Regions from separate parts of the Rattus norvegicus genome. Here region 1 is linked to region 2. A link is a contact called in public Hi-C data. All regions are on one chromosome and are shown on one strand. Each heading gives the region's core, a stretch centred on a gene start, on an enhancer-like site or on the middle of the called end of the contact. The rest is flanking DNA. Distances are from core to core; before and after follow the strand shown. Region 1 overlaps LOC102549532 (a long non-coding RNA gene). Region 2 holds the start of Chsy1 (chondroitin sulfate synthase 1).

Region 1 (3,572 bases), core at 232-2,731, 83 kb after region 2:
AGGAGTGGGTGCTGTATCAGCACCAGGATCTGAATAAAAATCCTGATACAGGGGGATGGTTGAAGCTAGTGATAGACCCTGACTCAGGAGAATGAGACATAATGATCAAACAGGACACTTGATGGCCTCCTCTGGCTGCTTCGAACACACACATGTGAAGAAATACTCACATGCGCGCACACACAGATGCATCCATATACATACATGCACATACACACAGAGGCACATAGACACATACATACGGGGACCCCCACAAACAAAGAAATACATAAGGACAGACACAGGCAGAAAGACACAGAGCGAGAGAGACAGACAGACAGACAGACAGACACACACACACACACACACACACACACACACACACACACGGTTGCTGGGGCTGGAGAGATGGCTCAGAAGTTAAGAACACTGGGTGCTTGGGTTCCCAGCACCTATATGGTGGCTCACAAGTACATGTAACTTCTTTTTCAGGGGGATATAACATCCTCTTTTGGCCTCTGAGCACTGTGAACACTCATGATGCACATACATACATGCATATATGCATAGCATATAATAAATACTTTAAAACTGTGTGTGAGAGAGAATATATTTATGTTCATGTATGTGTACGTGTGTGAAGGTCAGAAGAGGAGGGCACAAGTGTCCCTCTCTATCACCTCCTCTTGTTCCTTTGAGGCAGGGTCTCTTACTAAACAAGGACCTAGGCTGACAGCCGGGAAAATCAGTCTTTCTCTATTCACACCCTCCACGGTGCTGGGGTTGTAGGTGTTCACATTCCCATGTTCTGCTCTGTCTGTGGCTGCTGGGATCTGTGTTTACTTCCCATGCTCGCACAGTAAATGCTCTTACCCACCGAGCCACCTCTGCACAAGCTCTGCCACACTTGAAGAGCTATCTAGGACACAGCGGGTGGGTAGCCATGTGTCTGTCCTTCCTATCCTAAACTTCCTTCCTTCTTTCCTTCCTTGGTTCCTCTTCTTCCCTCCCTCCCCCTTCCTCCCTTCCCTTTTCTCCCTCTCGCCTTCCTCCTCGCATTTTTGGACATGACGTCATTTTCAGGTTAAGCTTAGGTATTCTGATGAATCCATGGGTCGGACAACCTTAACTGGTACTTTTTTCCTTTCATCCTATTATTTCTTCTAACTATAATATCAGAAGTGGCAGTTAAAGAAGTTTAAGAAGAGGGATACTTTTGTGCTGTTTTTCAAAGGTAGTTGGCAGATTTCTTTCCACAGATCCCAAGACTTGATTTGAAGACCCCAAAATAAATATTCCGCACTGCTTTAAGATAGAGCAGGGCTTCAGAGCGCGCCAGGATGTCTCTTCAGCTTTTGGAAGGCTCCAGGGTCAGTGTTTCTGGAAGGTTCTAATCAGCAGCTCTATTTTTGTGGGTGGCTGGCGCGGCAGGAAGGCTCTGTGGCTGGGTGGCTGATAAGGTTATCTGGGGACTGTTTCTGGCAGTTCAAGTGCCTGTTGTACAACTTGGGGCTGGGGAAGTCAAAGGCTGGGCGGGGCCGGGTGGAGACGTCATTCTCAGAGCTTGCCTTTCTGTGAGGGAGGAATAGAACTAAGGGCTCCACTGTCCAGAGGCTCCTCATCTCCAAAGCTCCCTGCATTAGACTATTGGGTATAGGTAGGGATGACTGTAGCATGACTGTCACGTAGCCCAAGGGGTGTCCTAGGATGGTGGGTACCTCCATGCAGCCCAGTCAGACCCACCAGGAGCAGGGGGGAGAAGAGAGCTGGGCCCAGCCTAGACAAGAGATTGGCAGTGGAGTTAGATCCCAGCCTATAGACAGGCAGGGCAGGCATCCCACCCACCATTCAATCACTGTGCACTCGGAACAGCCAGGGCTCAGGGAAGGGAGCAACTTCCCCCACAATAGATGGCCCTCAGGCCCACACATGGCTTCAGGCAGAGGCAGCCTGTGGAGGCTGGTCTGGAATCCACCCAGAAGAGGTCCACAACCTCCTGCCTGGGACTTGACCCAGGGGTAGTTTTACTTCCTCTGGGGTGGGAGGGTATGCAGCAACCAGAGCTGAGGAAAGCCTGTGCCTGAACCTTTGGGACAGAGAGATTGACGGAAGACACTTCCAGGGAGGGGGTAGAGCTGGGGTGTCAGAGATCAGGCTTCTGGAGTGGGCCAGTTCAAGTTACTTTCCCAGGCTTGTCCCCCAAACCGCACAACCTCACACCAGCAACAGTGACAAAATAACACAGCGGCAGCCCACCCTTAGGCTGCACTGCTCACATCTGAACCATGTGGTAGAGGCTACTCCCATAATGCTTTTTGTTTTTGACAGAGGAGGAAACCAAAGTACACATCGAGGCCCCGGGTGACACAATCAATGAGGACTGAGAATCAAGCGATGACAAACTAGCTCCAGAGCCCAAAGATCACATGGCCACAGCACAGAGCCTCTCAGCATTGTGGAGTGACAGATGCATGCTGAGGCCACCTTAAGGAGTTCGTGGGTGCCAGAGAGGCTGGGGGTGGAGCAGGGCCTCCAAAGCCAATAGACCTGGACCACAGGTGGCTCTGGCCAACTGCTCTGGGTCTGTCAGCGTTGGCTGTTGTGTCTGTGACACAGAAACATAAGCTCCGAGGATACTGAGGACTGCCGAGCTCCATCACATTCAAGAACAGCAGTGGCTATGACCTCTCTGGCTTTCCGGGATGCAGAGGGGATGTAAGTTCCCCATCCCTAGTCTTCATCTCTCCCCCATACCCTCAGTAAGTCCTCAGTAAGTGTTGTCCTGGCTGCAGAGCCAGCATCCTCCTGAAGCTGTGGTTCCTTGCCTCCTATGAAATGGGAGATGAACACAGCTGTGTGAGAAGGCTGCTCTCCCAGCCTCTGGCTGGCCCCTGGGGCTCTCAGGTTGAGCTGCCTGGGGCCCTGTTCTCAGTTCTGTAATGCTGTCAGAAGGCCTTGGGGTTCCGGACTGGGCACGGCAGTCCCCACCAACCCCCTGCGAAAGGTCTGAAACCCACAGATGGTCAGAAGCCTGTGCACACGGAACTGCTGCTTCTTGCTCATGTGTATCTGTAACGAAGTTTAATTTCAAAGTGAGGCACAAGTGGGGATGAGCAGCAATGATTACTAATTTTTTCTTTTTCTAGCTGACACAGACCGTGAACACACATGGATGGAGTCCGAGGAACTACTGTGTTTGGTTTCCCCTGGAGACTCCCTCTGAGTTCCAGAGGGCTGCCCGGAAACACATCATCTTCAGGGCCAGGTCCCTATTTATGAAAACCCAACCTGTCTGGCCAAATCAAGAGTCTCGTATTTATTGACATCATGCAAAATTCAAGGCCGACTCAAATTTCAGTTTCACGTTTTGCCTCACTTAACTAGCTGGGGAGAAGAATTTCATGTGTGTGGCATTTTCCTATTTCAGATAACGAGCAGAGGAACTGGGGGGCCAGCAAGATGGTTCAGTGGGTGTAGCTGCTTGCCCTCGAGCCGGATGGGCTCAGTTTGATCCTCAGGCCGGCCTGGTAGAAGGAGAGAGACTAGTCCTGAGAGCTGTCCTCTAACTTTCCACACGCGCACAATAAAGGAGT
Region 2 (3,450 bases), core at 219-2,718:
GGAAATAAAATTGGTATTTACAAACATTTGTCGTGTAGGCACCCCAGTTGAAGTGCTTTTGTTTTTAACAAAATGTATAAAAGTTAAGAGCAAGCAAATGTAAGGGAAACTGGTATCAACTTAAAAATCCATTCAGCGAGCCTAGCCTATCTGGAGACCCCTAATACAGTGAGAGATCAATCCTATTTCAAAACAAAACAAAACAAAACAAAACAAAACAAAACAAAACAAAACAAAACAAAACAAAACTAGGTGTATGGCTCCGGAGGAACCGCGTGCCCCCACCTCCACCCCTAAGTACACAATCCATATCCATTTTATAAATCTACTCTTGAAAATATTGACGGGCTTAGGTGAGGGGTACTAACCAGCTCCCTGCTCCCTGGGATTAAATATGGGTATTGATCATCTAGTGGTAATTTACCCATCCATCTCTTAAAAACGAATATGCCTGGCTTGGTGGCGCTTGCTTTCAAGCCCAGCGCTTGAGAGGCAGAGACGGACACCTCTGAGTTCTCTGAGTTCGAGGTCAGCCTTAGCTACTTAGGTAATTCTCGCTTCGCTCTCAGCCCGCAAATCCCCAAGCGTTCCAAGGTGAACCGTGGCCGTGTGGCTCCGGCTACGCCCGTAGGGTACAAAGCTGCAGTGTGGACCCGGCAGCCCTGGCCACCGAGCCGGGAGGTCGGCCTGGGGAGGGTAGGGCGTGGCAGTTCTAGGGGCATCTGGGGAGCCGGTCAACTCAGTCCACGTGCGGTGCCCGGCCGGCTCCGAGCGCTGGCGACGGGGGTGTGGCCGCGGGTACCCAGCAGCGGGGACTAGAGTCCGCCCGCCACGCTCTAGTCCGTGCTAACCCACACCCCTTCAGCCGGGCCGCAGACTGCGGGGCGGGTGCTTTTTTTTTTTTTTTTTTTTTTTTTTTGTTAAACTTTGGCCACGTGAACTGCCCCCCATTCACTTTTGCGCCAATCACGAGGCGCGGACGGATCCCGAGAGGGGCCACGGCACGCCGCCGGCGGGCCGCTTCTTAACGCGCGGTGCGTGACGTGAGGGGCTCCTTTGCAATGGCGCGCTAAGCCGGAGGATGTGCAGCTGCAGAGGCGGCGCAGGGCACCGAGAGGGCGGGCGCAGCGCGAGCGGAGCCGAGCCAGCCCGGGGACGCGAGCCGCAGGAGCTGCTGTTGCCTCGCGCCGGAGTCGCCGGCCGCGCGCGCCGGGCATGGTCCCCTCTTAAAGGCGCAGGCCGCGGCTGTGCGGGCGGGCGCGCGGAACAAAGCGCCGGCGCGGGGCCTGCGGGCGGCTCGGGAGCCGCGATGGGCGCGGCGGACCCGCGGCGGCCGCGGCGCTGCCCGGGCCGGGCCAGGCGGCGCTAGGGCGGGCTGGCCTCCGCGGGCGGGGGCGGCGGGCTGAAGGCGCGCGGAGCCTGCGGCGGGGATAGCGGCCCGGCGGGCGGAGGGGCGCGGGCATGGCCGCGCGCGGCCGGCGCGCCTGGCTCAGCATGCTGCTCGGGCTCGTGCTGGGCTTCGTGCTGGCCTCGCGACTCGTCCTGCCCCGCGCCTCGGAGCTGAAGCGAGTGGGCCCGCGGCGGCGCCCCAATCCCGAGGGATGCCGGCCAGGACAGGCAGCGTCGCAGCCCGGCGGTGCTCCGGGGGATGCGCGCGGGGCGCAGCTCTGGCCGCAGGGCTCGGCCGCGGAGGGCGTCCCGCGCGACAGGAACTTTCTCTTCGTGGGAGTCATGACCGCCCAGAAATACCTGCAGACTCGCGCCGTGGCCGCTTACAGGTGAGCCCCCTTTTCGTGGATACCATCGCTTGCATCCGGCATCCTGGCTAGCGGGAGGGCGGCGTTACGGGTTCCCCGGAGGCTTCTCGGGTAGCTGCCAGCGACTCAGCGCAAAGGCAGCAGTGGTTAGACGAGGATGGAGAGCATCTCTCAAGGGCAAGACTTTAGGATTAGATGAGTGAGTACACTGGCCTCACTCAGTGTGTGCCTTTCAACTTGATCTCCAGAAAGACACGTAAGCTTTCTGTGTTCAGGACTTCTTTGTTAAAAGGAACGAGTCTCCCCCATAAGATGGTGGGGAAATTCAGTGTTGTACCTGCGATAGTGGAGGCAGAGGTATAATTTGAGTCTCTAAAATAGGCACTTTGTCATTTCGAAGGGAGAGCCCGCCTAAATTAACCTGGCTAGGGCTCCTCTGTACTGTACTTAAGATTTTCACAGTCATTCCTTTTAATGAGAGTGACCACTCCGCTTTTGAGCACTTCGGTTTGGTAATTAGAGATAAAGAACCTTGAGGAAAAAACAGTTTTCGTGATAGATTCGGTCAATTCAAGACTACAGCCTGGTGCTCCCCAGTGCAGTCCCAGAGGTGTATGCGTGGTAGGAACTAGCTGGGCCCTAGTAGGGCTAAATGAGTCGTAGAAGTGGCAGTGATCATGTTCAGGATTAACAAAGAGATTAGCCAAAGCTGCCTTTAGAAAGGAGATGGTTTTGGAATGGAGGGCATTGTTAGAACTGTATTTCCATTGGAGTGAACCTGAAATAGAAGAGGGGTGGACTCAAGGGAAGGAAGGGACTCATTGGAAACTTTTGTATGTGTGAAGTACACAAACCTTTACTGTATGGGTGAAGTTTGGCGTTCTTCCAGGCACAGATTCAGTCGGTGGCAGGAATGGTTTCAGAGCATGGATATTTAGGGGCTAAGCGTTTTGAGCAGGGCCACACTAGTTGCTGTTTGTTTTAAATGTATAGCCAGTGCTTTTATAACGTTGGCTTTTAAATCCAGTTTCTGGTCTAAGTTTTCAGGCAGCAGATGGTATAAGAAAACAAGCATAGTTGGATCTCTCCTTTCTTTTAAGTCAAGTGAGGGATTGCAAGAGAAAAGGCGGAAAGGCATGGAACGTCTTGACCACCATTCCTGCTAATGTCAAGAAGCTGCATCCTGCTAAGAACAATTCTTTCTGAGTGACCCAAGAGGCCACTGGTGGCTGGCTGTATGTGTGGACTAACAGAGTAGTTTGAGAACCATTAGGCCAGAGCTTTCTCCCCGATGGTCTCTGACTTAGTATCTTTGTCACAGATTGAGGGTGGCATAGGTTTTTAATCCCAGCACGTAGGAGGCAGAGTAGATGGATCTCTGTGAGACCCAAGCCAGCCTGGTCTACATAGAGTTCCAGGCCAGATGACTAACACCGAGACCCTTCTGGAAAGTAAAAAAAAAGTCAAGCAAAACAAAACAACCCAAACAAACAAAAAATGAGAAAGGGGGAAATGAGCCTCCCTCCAGGTGGCTCATTAGGTAAAGGGTAGTTGCTGCTAAACCTGACGACCTGAGTTTGGTCCTCAGAAAGATCCCACAGAGTAGGGGAGAGCGGGCTCCGTCAAACTTGACTTTCACACTTCTGCCATGACGAGGTACATTTGCACTGTTATACAACATAACAGACAATAG

The links. A called contact is a pair of places that touch in the nucleus more often than the background predicts.
Region 1: a Hi-C map of liver shows a contact between it and region 2, with 3 times the contacts expected there. The contact joins the enhancer-like site here to the promoter of Chsy1 in region 2. A contact is called at or near these places in 4 of 12 Hi-C or Micro-C datasets (the Rat2 cell line, kidney and liver).

Annotation. Positions count from the first base shown.
Region 1 is chr1:129,181,955-129,185,526 of GRCr8, forward strand. It overlaps LOC102549532 (a long non-coding RNA gene), which reads left to right. Exons shown (of 5, transcript XR_350463.5): 4 at 2,308-2,694; 5 at 3,126-3,280. Among named protein-coding and RNA genes, the nearest start is that of Chsy1, 84 kb to the left of the region's middle. Within about 2 kb of position 1,482, at least 15 of the 93 cell types and tissues checked have an H3K27ac peak or open chromatin away from gene starts, as enhancers often do. A contact at or near this core is called in liver, where this site is marked.
Region 2 is chr1:129,098,620-129,102,069 of GRCr8, forward strand. Chsy1 (chondroitin sulfate synthase 1) reads left to right here and starts at 1,469. Exons shown (of 3, transcript NM_001106268.1): 1 at 1,469-1,778. The coding sequence starts at 1,495.